Linked DNA regions of Mus musculus: region 1 is linked to region 2. The links are chromatin contacts, called in public HiChIP or PLAC-seq maps. All regions are on one chromosome and are shown on one strand. Each heading gives the region's core, a stretch centred on a gene start, on an enhancer-like site or on the middle of the called end of the contact. The rest is flanking DNA. Distances are from core to core; before and after follow the strand shown. Region 1 overlaps Gm40085 (predicted gene, 40085). Region 2 overlaps Gm31879 (a long non-coding RNA gene).

What was found. HiChIP or PLAC-seq counts read pairs in DNA pulled down with a chosen protein or histone mark.
Region 1: a contact with region 2 is called in an H3K27ac HiChIP or PLAC-seq map of microglia, with 6 times the contacts expected there. The contact joins two enhancer-like sites. A contact is called at or near these places in 1 of 15 datasets of contacts at CTCF or cohesin (large pre-B cells), 2 of 484 Hi-C or Micro-C datasets (both in bone marrow-derived macrophages) and 4 of 115 datasets of contacts at active chromatin or transcription factors (bone marrow-derived macrophages, embryonic stem cells, microglia and 1 more).

What each region holds. Positions count from the first base shown.
Region 1 is chr3:87,497,216-87,503,249 of GRCm38.p6, forward strand. The region is part of intron 1 of Gm40085 (predicted gene, 40085); the gene reads right to left. It also overlaps a transcript of Fcrl5 not described here. Among named protein-coding and RNA genes, the nearest start is that of Gm40085, 12 kb to the right of the region's middle. Within about 2 kb of position 3,241, at least 61 of the 459 cell types and tissues checked have an H3K27ac peak or open chromatin away from gene starts, as enhancers often do. A contact at or near this core is called in bone marrow-derived macrophages and microglia, where this site is marked.
Region 2 is chr3:87,298,395-87,304,122 of GRCm38.p6, forward strand. Gm31879 (a long non-coding RNA gene) reads left to right here. Exons shown (of 3, transcript XR_375779.2): 3 at 2,410-2,513. Among named protein-coding and RNA genes, the nearest start is that of Gm31879, 11 kb to the left of the region's middle. Within about 2 kb of position 1,702, at least 4 of the 459 cell types and tissues checked have an H3K27ac peak or open chromatin away from gene starts, as enhancers often do. A contact at or near this core is called in bone marrow-derived macrophages and microglia, where this site is marked.

The DNA of each region.
Region 1 (6,034 bases), core at 1,991-4,490, 200 kb after region 2:
TCCAGCCTCTTGCTGAGTTCTCTCAGGTTCCAGCCTCTTGCTGAGTTCTCTCAGGTTCGAGCCTCTTGCTGAGTTCTCTCAGGTTCGAGCCTCTTGCTGAGTTCTCTCAGGTGTGAGCCTCTTGCTGAGTTCTCTCAGGTTCGAGCCTCTTGCTGAGTTCTCTCAGGTGCGAGCCTCTTGCTGAGTTCTCTCAGGTTCCAGCCTCTTGCTGAGTTCTCTCAGGTTCGAGCCTCTTGCTGAGTTCTCTCAGGTTCGAGCCTCTTGCTGAGTTCTCTCAGGTTCGAGCCTCTTGCTGAGTTCTCTCAGGTGCGAGCCTCTTGCTGAGTTCTCTCAGGTGCGAGCCTCTTGCTGAGTTCTCTCAGGTGCGAGCCTCTTGCTGAGTTCTCTCAGGTTCCAGCCTCTTGCTGAGTTCTCTCAGGTGCGAGCCTCTTGCTGAGTTCTCTCAGGTGCAAGCCTCTTGCTGAGTTCTCTCAGGTTCGAGCCTCTTGCTGAGTTCTCTCAGGTTCGAGCCTCTTGGTGCCCCATGGCAGAAGTAACTGCTTAACAGTTGACTCTTCAGAAGATAAAAGGCCCAGTTTCTTGTGTTTTCCAGCTTCTCTGCTATAAATATCACCACCGTAGCTGATTGCAAACTATCAGCATTATAACTGAACACAGAGTTTGGAAGCGACCACATAGATCTAGCTCTTAGCCTGTTCCAGCTGGCCCCGGCACGTGGCAGCCAGCAAATGCTAATGTTTAAATGTGGAGAGTAGTTATTTTCTTTTAATTTTTGAGACTGTCTCACTGTGTAGCCCTGGCTGGTCTGGACCTCCCTATGTAAACAAGGCTGGCTTCAAACCCAAGTTCTGGGATTAAAGGTACCTGGCTTATAAGGTACACTCTTTATATACCATGGACCCTAACTAACTGCCCCTATTTTTTAAAATATGTATTTTTTTTTAGAATTTCGCACATGGATTTAATGCATCTTCATTATATTCCCCTCTTTCCTGATCCACACCCCCTCCCCCACCACCCCAACTCCATTTCCTCTTTTATTACACTCACTGAGTCCAGTTTGTACTGCCTATACACTCACGGATGTGAGACCGTCCACTGAGGCCTGGTCATGCTACCAGAGTCCACACAGGATGCCTTAAAGAAAGCGGACCCTCCCTCCCCAGCAGCTCTCACCTCTCAGCTAGGAGTGCAGGCTCAAGATCCCCTCCCTACTCTGTGCTGGATAGTTCACTGGCTTGGTCTCGTGCAGGTCTCGTGTAGCCACAATAGCTGCTATGTGTTCATGTATGCAGTAGTCCCTCCCGCTGTGTTCAGAAGACATTGCTTTCCTCTGCTCCTCCTTGACTGATGGCTCTTACGATCTTTCTGCTCTCTCTTCTACAATGACTCTGGAGCCTTGGGGGTGGGAGTGGACGACGTCTCAGTTGCTGAACACCCAACTTATCCCTGCGCTTCAGTTGTGAGGTTCTGCACTAAGCACTGGTCACTGCACCGTGAAACTTCTCTGGTGAGGTTCAAGAGATGCTCTGATCCATAGATATGGAGCTATGGATTTAGAGCCTGTCCCTATCTTATAGGAGGAAGTGGCCATCTGCTCCTAAAGCAGAAGGGAAAACATGCGAAGAGAGTTCGTTGCTCTCCGGCACAACAGCACCATTGTGGAAGTCACAAGAATAATTTTAACAGTATGATTCCTACCAGAAACTCTTTAACTTCCTTTCAATGGCCTTAAGAAAGAATTAGGAACTACTCATGTAGTCCCGCAGGGTGGGGCTGAGGTTAGGGTTACAATATTATAGTGAAAGACCTTTCTAACACAATGTTTTCTCCTTCGCTGTCCCACACGTTACCCATGTTCTCAAATATCTATGTCCCCTGAGTGTAATCTAAAGCCACTCGGGATCCAGACAAAGTAATCCATTTCCCACTCCTACTACTAAACTGTATAATCCTAAACAGATCTGTGACCACCAATGATTCTGGCAAATGAAGGCTTCCCTGAAGATCTGCTGGGCAGATGAAGTAAACGGGTTGTAAAAGCTGCTTCCACTTCCAGGAACAGATGTGCTGAGCCACAGGCATGCAATATTGCCACCTTGTGGCTTCTCACAGAATTGCCCAAAAGGCAAACATTCCTTGGAGGTCCAAAAGGAACCTTACTAGGGGTGTGGGGAGTGCAGTCTAGAGTTGTGATGAGATTCAGAGCTATGATTATAAGAAGCCAGTCGGTATCACAGGAAGAGACTGGCCTCTACCAACCACCATAAAACTGATTTGGGGAGTTGTTGTTTTGTTTGGACAATTATCAGCTCTTTGGCCCCCAAAGACAAAATTATCTAAATATACATTTTACAGTTGAAAGGAGAAGATAACAGTTCCTACAGTTTGTTCAAACACTCGTGATTATCGGCTGCCCTTCATATTGTTCTTGCCCCTCTTTCCTATTCCAGATTCCCAAGAATAGAATGTGCCTGACTCCCACAGTACCCTGTAGATCTGGCCAATCATCTCAGTTTTCAGTGGAGCCATGGAATATGCTCCCAATACCCTCCATCTCTTAGAAGAACAATCTCAGGTTCCAATCTCGTCCCCGGTGCTTCAGATCCAAACCTCCAAAATTTCACATTATTTAGTAACAGATTTGGTGGCACGCTCCTGACAAACTCAAGTCAAGAACCCCCGAGGAGAATGGCAGACTAGAAGACGTTTCTACGCCACCCTTTAAATGAGAAGAGCCACAATAAGAAAAATAGACACTTCTGAAGAGAAAGAAAGAAGAAACGTTTTAAAATGCACCAAAATAGTGTTAAAATACCTGGAAAGTGGGGAGGAAAGACAGGTAACGCATGAGAAACAGCCAACGTAAACACAGACCAGCAGCATGGCTGTGGTGTGGACAGGGTGAACAGACTTCTCATAAGCTAAAGGAAGCTGCCCTGGTGAGAGAAAACTGGCCGTCCTGCCCTCAGAGCAAGTCCTCAGCCCTCACAAGCCTGAAAACCAGTGGCAGCTTTTGTGAGACAACCATTCCTCCGGCACTGAGAGAGGAAGCACACCCAGCAGCTGCGTGCGCCTCAGAGCGGAAGTGACCCGGTTTGAATGAGAAGGTCTCCCACAGGCATGTGGATTTGAACTCTTGGACCCCAGATGCTAGCACATTTGGAGAGGTTATAGAACCGCTAAGGTATGGAACCTTGCTGGAGAAAGCGCGCCCCTAGAGATAGGCTTCGTTAAGAGTGTAGCCTGCTTCTAGTTTACCCTCAGCTTTCTGTTTGAGGTTGAGGATTCAATCATCCCCGCTTCCTGTTCTGGCCCCTCAGCCTGCCGTGGACTCTGCCTTTGGAACCAGAAGCCAGAATCGGCATGTTGTTCCTAAGTGGCTGCTGACTGGCCATGCCATTTTCCTCACAGCAACAGAAAAATGTCTGATCCAGACGTTGGTACAAAAGAGTGGGTACGGACAAAATAAAAAAAAAACAAGTGAAGAACTTGACCATGTCCTTTAGAGCAGTGTGGAAGGCTTGGGAGGACTGGACTAGAAAAGTGGTAAGATGCTCTAAAAAGAACGTAACGGCCGCTCTAGCTGGAGCTTGGAAGACAACAGTGCTGATCGTGCAGATGGTAGAGGCATGCTCACAAGAGGCGAGCAACATTAGCAATCGTGCCAGAGACAGTTTCTATATGCTGGCAAAAAGTCTGACTGTTTTCTGCCCGCACCCCTGAGAATGCACAGAAGGCTGAATTTCAAGTCATGAACCAAGTTTTGGCAGAGAAAGTCTCAAGCAACATAAGGTCGAATCCGTGAAATGGGCATTATTAATAACTCTTAGGCAGGTCTACAGTGAAAAAGAGCAAGCAGGATCATCATGTACAAAATGTGTAGTTATGAGGAGAAAAACTCTAGCAAGCTTAATGTGGCTCCCAAGGTATGATCTAGAAATGAAGCTGTACTGTTAAAGGGCTCCGCGCTGTGCCGTGCAGGAGAGGCATCCTGCCCTGTACTGAAGCAGAAGGAAGTGTGCCCACACAGAGAGGCCCCACCCAGCTAAACTTCAGATTTGTCAAGGACAAAGCCTAAGGGCTGCTTTGTCCTGGAAAGCAACATTGCTTCAACATAGGATGACTGCTTAGCATGTGGTTTAAAGGTGGGAGGCTCCCTCCCAAGCTGGCAGCCAAACTTAGCATCTATCTGATACTGGCAATAAAGGCAGGGGAGACACGGGACATGGAGCTGCAGAAAAGCACAGGATTAGGGGTGGAGGCCGTCCTATCAAGACCACGGTGCTGTAGTTGGCCGCTTCTCATTCTCTCACTTCACGCTCCCCCTCCCTCCGAAGCTCATCTCTAGACAGCCACTCCCTTTACACAGACAGCCTCTGGTAACTCTCCTAATTGCTCTCCCACTTCCAGACCTGATCACAGACCCCCGCCAACTCAGGCTTCCTCTCCTAACTGAGCTCATTTTGAAGGGTAATTTTGTATCAGCTCCTTTCCTAGATCAACCTACCTCCCCCAGTCATCCCTGATTCATAAAAGATGAGGGGTAACCCTGGGAACGGAAGACCTCTTTCTCACACCTCCAGGAGGAGGCCATCAAAGCATCAGAAGGCTGATCTGTGTACAGATTCCGTTTCCCAGAAAGCCCCCTCCCTCACTGTGACCTTACACAGCTGAAGATGAAGCTTTTCCTGGCTTTCTGTGAAAAGTCCCGCATTTACTACTTTTTGCTGGTGATAAGTACTTTACAAAAACAACTTAAATGTTGCAAGGCTGCATTCCTTCACAGTTCCAGCCCCAGTCCCTCTGGGGAAAGGCATGGTGGCAGGAACTGATGATTCACCTGTGTCTACAGTCCGGGGCTGAGAGCAGTGAACTCTGGTGTATTCAGTTCAGGACCCCAGCCCATGAAATGGTGCTGTTCACATTTAGGGTCGTTCATTCCACCTCAATGGACTGAATTTATAAAATCCCTCCCAGACACACCCAGAGGTTTGTCTTTTATGTGATTTTAGACCCTATCTAGTTGACAGCAATACAAAGAACCCTAGCCACTAATCCCATTCATGGGGCCTCATCCAACTGTGACCTCACATCCCAAAGGACCCACATCCAACACCCTCCACACTGGAGATCATGTATGAATATGGGGGTAAAACAATGTATATCAATTAGCAAATTTTCAAATACCATTACTTGTTAAATGGTTTCTTCTCCTTCTCCTCCTCCTTCTGATACGTCACTGTCCATCTGCACTCTTCGGTTCACTGTTGTTTCTTGTAAAAGCTCTTGAGGTATTATGGAAATTAGCTATCTGTCTGCCCTGCATGCTAGATATGTAAATAGAGTTTCCGGGAAAAAGACCCAGTTCCTGGATTCACAGCCACCCAACCCCATATACTAATTAAAGAGCTAAGAGGTGATAAAGATCAAAAAAGCAAGATTTAATCTGTGTTCACCTTGGAGAAAGGAATGGAGAAAGGAGTCAGGTGACCCCAAGTCTGTTTTCAGAGTATTGACATGCTCTGAAAGAAGAGCATGGAAAGAACTGGGAAGAGACAAACCATGTACAACTCAGCAGCCCTGGCCAAGGTGCAGTCTGGCTTGTCACTGTTTCTGGTCTTGTTCTGCCAGGTGTTTCTAGGAGGCTCTGTTGCTTGCGAACCAGAACGGCCTCACCGTCACAGAGACCTGGCCTCACCCAAGGGCTTGTCTGCCCTTCGAGGCTGGCTCTACTGTTCCTAGAATCCAGGACTGCTGAGGACAATAACCTGAGATGTTTAGATGCCCCTTGGATATCTACAACCGAATGTTGTGAAGAGCAGGCAGTAAGGTGCCTGAACCTTGAATGAGAGCTGTTAAGTCCCCCCAGCTTGTGGACAGATTCCCCCTTGAGTGATCAACATGCCTACATGCAGAGGTGAGCAGGTAGCGCAAAGTAAAGGAAACAGGTGTGGAAATGCAAGCCAGACTTTTCATTCCACCTTTTAGTTACCTTGTGAGCCCAAGAGCAAAGCCAGAGCTTTTCAACAAA
Region 2 (5,728 bases), core at 452-2,951:
CTGCAACTGTCTCTGTATAACTGTCCCATTAAAACTGTCCCTCTCTCTGCACTGCTCTCTCAAGTCACCCTCTTTCCTCTCTGCTCTCATGAGAGTAGGGCATATCCATAAAACAAATCTTTCTCTGATTCATCACTTTGTCTGCCGCTCAATTAGAAATCATTTTCAAACATGGCTGCTTCCTTCTACAAACTAATTTTACCTTTGTTGTTTGAGGTTAAAGGTGTATACCAAGGGCGTGTCTGTATTCCAGCCAGAGGGATTAGAAGTATATGCTAAGGTGGAGCCACACCAGGACTAGAAACAGGTTTTCCCAGGAAACAACACAATCTTGGGGGTCACAGTGTGATCAAATATTTTGCAAGACTCTAGGGGTTTATAGCTATTCAAACCACCACAGCTATTAAGAATTATAATTGATATATGCCACAAAGAAAAATTATAAAATGTGATGGACAGAGGTCAAGACATCTATATTTGGTTTTGATAAGTTATGATTCTTGTGAGTGGCAGAAATTCAAATTTAGGTTTAAAAAAGAAAATGCCAGAGGGAATATAATAGTACAATAGTCTGTGTTTTCTAAAACTCAGCCTGGAATAGGAGGTAAATTGTTGACAATTTGGGGGGAAAGCATAAGCCCAACAAAGGTAAGGGAGAAGGAAGTTAGGAAAGCGCACAGGTAGGAGGGACTGTGACATGGGGCACTGTCATGCTGTTCTTGAGCACATCAAGCCTGAGGGAAAACAAGGTCATAAAATAGATGACTTAAGAAGACTTCTCTTGGGAGGTTGTGTGGTGCTGTTCCTCAGGAGGAATGGAGAGTCTGTGATTCTCTGTGTCCTGAGTAGTGAGTGACGCTACCCAGAGGTTCTCAACTTGTAGGCTGTGACCTTGAACGACCCATTCGTGGGTCACTTAAGACCATCAGAAAACACAGATACCATGATTCATAACAGTAGCAAAGTTACAGTTGCTAGTTAAGAAGTAACAATGAAAATAATTTTGTGGTTGGGGTCACCACAACATGAAGATCTGTATTAAAGGGTCACAGCATCAGGGAGGTTGAGATCTACTGCCCTAGAAAGTTTAAAGTGCCCATAAGTGGAGTAAAGAACTTGATATGCAAACTGTGGTAGAGCTAGACTTCCCTTAAAGAGAGCTTCTCAACCATGCATGGATGGCACACACCTCTAATCCCAGCACTCGAGAGGCAGAGGCTTGCAGACAGATCTCTGAGTTCAAGACCAGCCTGGTTTATAGAGTGAGTTCCAGAACAGCAAGGGCCAAAGAGAAAAACCCTACCTTGAAAAGCAAAAAACAGAGATAGAAATAGATGATAGATAGGTAGATAGATAGATAGATAGATAGATAGATAGATAGATAGATAAATAGATAGATAGATGATAGATCATAGATAATAGATAGATGATACATGATAGATGGATGGTAGATAGATTATAGATAGATGACAGACAGACAGACAGGCAGGCAGGCACAGGCAGACAGACAGACAGACAGATGAATGGATGCTAGAGCATTTCAATTCCTGCTGCACTGTGACACACTGACCGGGATGACAATGATGATGGCAGAGGCTGCTGAAATCCATGTCACTTATTTCCCGCTATTGTGGCCTCCCCCGTGTCCTCAGATGTCTGCACTTGGCACTTGTTTGCTCTAAAAATATTGCTTGATATGAGGAAGTTCGAGGCCTGCGGGAGAAGACAGGCACTCCATGGTGCCTTTGCATGGGGACTAGGACTGGCTTCTGATTGCAGTGGCTACTGAGATACCTGTATGCCTGGCTTGCTTTTTATTCTGAAACAGGGAATCAATTCCCTGAGGCTGAAGAAGGCTGGCAGAGAAGTCATCTAAAGGTGTGAGGCCATAACTGCTCATCACAATGTATGAAGACAGGGAAGTTTGCAGAATGCAGTTCTTGGAGACATAGGGAAATTAATTTGCTTTTCTCTCCTGGCTTTTGTTTGTTTTGTTTTTAGATATCCTATTTACTCATGGCCCATTCAACTAATTGACACAAACGTCTCTGCATTCAGTGAGCTTCTGTAGATGACTGGGGCAAGGGCTTCCCATCAATGGTCAAAGGGAGAAACCTGAGCATCATCAACAGTATAAGTTTGTTAACTTAAACCTGCAGTATTGCCGCTGATGTATTGCTAAATTCTCCACTCCCTGATGAGAGAGGAGTTTTAAAGATTTATTGGAACAAATCTGTAAATGATTCTTGTGTGTGGATCCCCACCCAGATGTTTGTTTTGTGTCTTCCTCTATGCTGCTTTCTGACTTTTGCTGTGCATTGAGATCAATATTTATGCTTCATACAGCTCAGCTCACCATGCACTGCTGGAAACATCTCTGTATACTACAATATTTATTTTCTTCTCCAGGGGATCTTTCTGAAATCTAATCATTGGAGCTAAAGTGATGGCTTCGAGGTTAAAAGTGAGTACTGCTCTTGCAGAGGACCTGAGTTTGGTTGCCAGCACCCACATGAGTCAGGGGACTCATAACTACCTCTTACTCCAGTTCCAAGGGATCTGACACCTTTTCTGGACTTCATAGTCACCAAGCATGCACATACTACACAGAATTAAGTAAAGTGAAAACATTAATACACATTTAAAAAAGAAAAGGAAAAAAAAAGGACAGAACAGGGCATGGTGGCCCACACATTCAATCCCAGCACTCAAAACAGGAGGCAGATGAATCTCTTGTGAGTTCAAGGTCAGCCTGCTCTACATGGTGAGCTTCAGGCCAGCCAGGGAAACATAGTGAGACCCTGTCAAAAAACAAACAAACAAAACAAAACAAAAACCTCAAAACCAAACCAAACCAAAAAACAAAACAAAACAAAAAAAACCCCACAGAGTCCCAGCTGGTTGATTTTACTGTCCATGAATGCTAAGATCCTCACTTCATAATAAGAAGCCTCAGAGTGGTAAAAACCTGGCAACTCATTTCACAAACTTGGGTGTCAGCTCTGAGTGACTGCAAGGAACAGCTTTTAGTCAAGGCAAGCAAATTTGCCCAACACTTTTCCGAGGAAACAGCAAGGTGTGAGCTTCCCTGTCATCTAGGTGTGATCTTTCCCTTTGTTTCTTACCTGTGTCTCTTTTCAGCAGCAGCAACAACAAATCCAAGACTTCACATCTCTGCACTTGGCATCCTGTTTGGTTTAAGCCTTATTAAGTGCATGACCTTGCAGGCAAGCGTGGTTGTTTGTAATTGTCTACTCTGTGTGTGTGTGTGTGTGTGTGTGTGTGTGTGTGTGTGTGTGTGTGTGTGTGTGTGTGTGTCGGGGGGATAGTTAGACCAGCTGACACTAGAAAGGGTCCAGCATTTACCTGCATTTGTACCTAAGTTGCCTGGAAGCACGTTTGAAAATGAAGCATCAACTTTAAGTTCCTATAATGTAAAAAGACACCCCTCGGGGCTGGTGAGATGGCTCAGTGGGTAAGAGCACCCGACTGCTCTTCCGAAGGTCCGAAGTTCAAATCCCAGCAACCACATGGTGGCTCACAACCATCTGTAATGAGATCTGACTCCCTCTTCTGGAGTATCTGAGGATAGCTACAGTGTACTTACATGTAATAAATAAATAAATCTTAAAAAAAAAAAAAGACACCCCTCACTTCACTAGGGGTAAGAGATAATCTTAATCCTGGAACCATATGTGAGTGATCAGGGCTCAGGAACACAGATTTAGATTACCTCTGATTCTATGTCCCAACCTTGTAATAGTTTCATGGAGATGTCATAGTAACAGAACAAAGAAGTTACAAATCAAGACACTTTCAAATACATGCGTAGAAACGTCAGGTCGGTGGGTCCAGCAAAGCTAAGCCTTGGTTGCTATCTAACAGTAGTGGACATTGGAAACCAGAGGTCTGTTCCTACCTTCCAAAGGATTAATTTAGCGGTCACAAAGATGTTCATTTGTGTATAGGAAGGCAATAAATGGCTTTCGAGCTGGGTAAAGATGCCCCAAGATAATTTGGCTCTGTACTTGCACTGTTCCAACCTCTAGATACCATTAAACCTTGCAGAAGGTTCAATGGAAGGTCCAATTCCTTTCAGGTACTTTGCTTCATATTACAGTAGTTACATATAAGATGTGCATCGTTTTGAGGTTACTATTTTAAAATGGTTGCTAAGATACCTAAATGAGATTGTTGAATGATACCTGAGGGGCACCTGACAGGATTGCAATCAAGGTGAAGTGTATATCACAGCCAGGCTGTACACAAAAACTGGGGAAAGAAATGAGGTCCCACCCAAAGTCACATACATTTAGTCATTAGATTGAGTTTATTGCTATTTTAGAATAAAAATGGCTACAATAAAATTATATAGGATAAACTTAAAAATATTAGACAAAAATGAAAGGAATGTATTCTCTGCATCAGCAACCCTTAGAGAAAATGTTTATTGTGCTGGGATTCTTGAGTCTCCGGCTGGTGAGAGGCTGCTACCAGACTCCAGGCTAAGACCCCTCTCCTGTTCCACAGGCCCACAGTGACCTTCTTTCCAGCGTGCAGAAGTTAGAAATAGAAGAGATTATGCAATGGAAGCTCCAGGAAAGCAGAGAGTTCTAGAAAATGTTGGAAGTAACAGCTCTGGTGCTGAGTACCACTGTCTGGCAGAGAGAGAAGGTACAGGGACACTTGGCTTCACATTATGCAAATTTCTCTGTTTATAGGTACAGTTAAGAAAGGGTCATTTTTATAATGATAGTCACAGCTTCTGACTTAGGTATAATCTGAACTATGTGTAAATAGTGGGACTATGGGTAAATAGTAGGACTATGTGTAAGTAGGACTATGTGTAAGTAGTAGGACTATATATAAGTAGTAGGGCTATGTGTAAGTAGTAAGACTATATGTAAGTATTAGAACTATGTGTAAATAGCAGGACTATGTGTAAGCATAGGACTATGTGTAAATAGTAGGACTATGTGTAAATAGCAGGACTATGTGTAAGTAGTAGGACTATGTGTAAGTAGTAGTAGGACTATGTGTAAATAGCAGGACTATGTGTAAGCATAGGACTATGTGTAAATAGTAGAACTATGTGTAAATAGCAGGACTATGTGTAAGTAGTAGGACTATGTATAAGTATAGGACTATGTGTAAGTAGTAGGACTATATATAAGTAGTAGGACTATGTGTAAGTAGTAAGACTATATGTAAGTATTAGAACTATGTGTAAATAGCAGGACTATGTGTAAGCATAGGACTATGTGTAAATAGCAGGACTATGTGTAAGTAGTAAGACTATATGTAAGTATTAGAACTATGTGTAAATAGCAGGACTATGTGTAAGCATAGGACTATGTGTAAATAGTAGGACTATGTGTAAATAGCAGAACTATGTGTAAGTAGTAGGACTATGTGTAAGTAGTAGTAGGACTATGTGTAAATAGCAGGACTATGTGTAAGCATAGAACTATGTGTAAATAGTAGGACTATGTGTAAATAGCAGGACTATGTGTAAGTAGTAGGACTATGTGTAAGTAGTAGTAGGACTATGTGTAAATAGCAGGACTATGTGTAAGTATAGGACTATGTGTAAATAGCAGGACTATGTGTAAGTAGTAGGACTATGTATAAGTATAGGACTATGTGTAAGTAGTAGGACTATATATAAGTAGTAGGACTATGTGTAAGTAGTAAGACTATATGTAAGTATTAGAACTATGTGTAAATA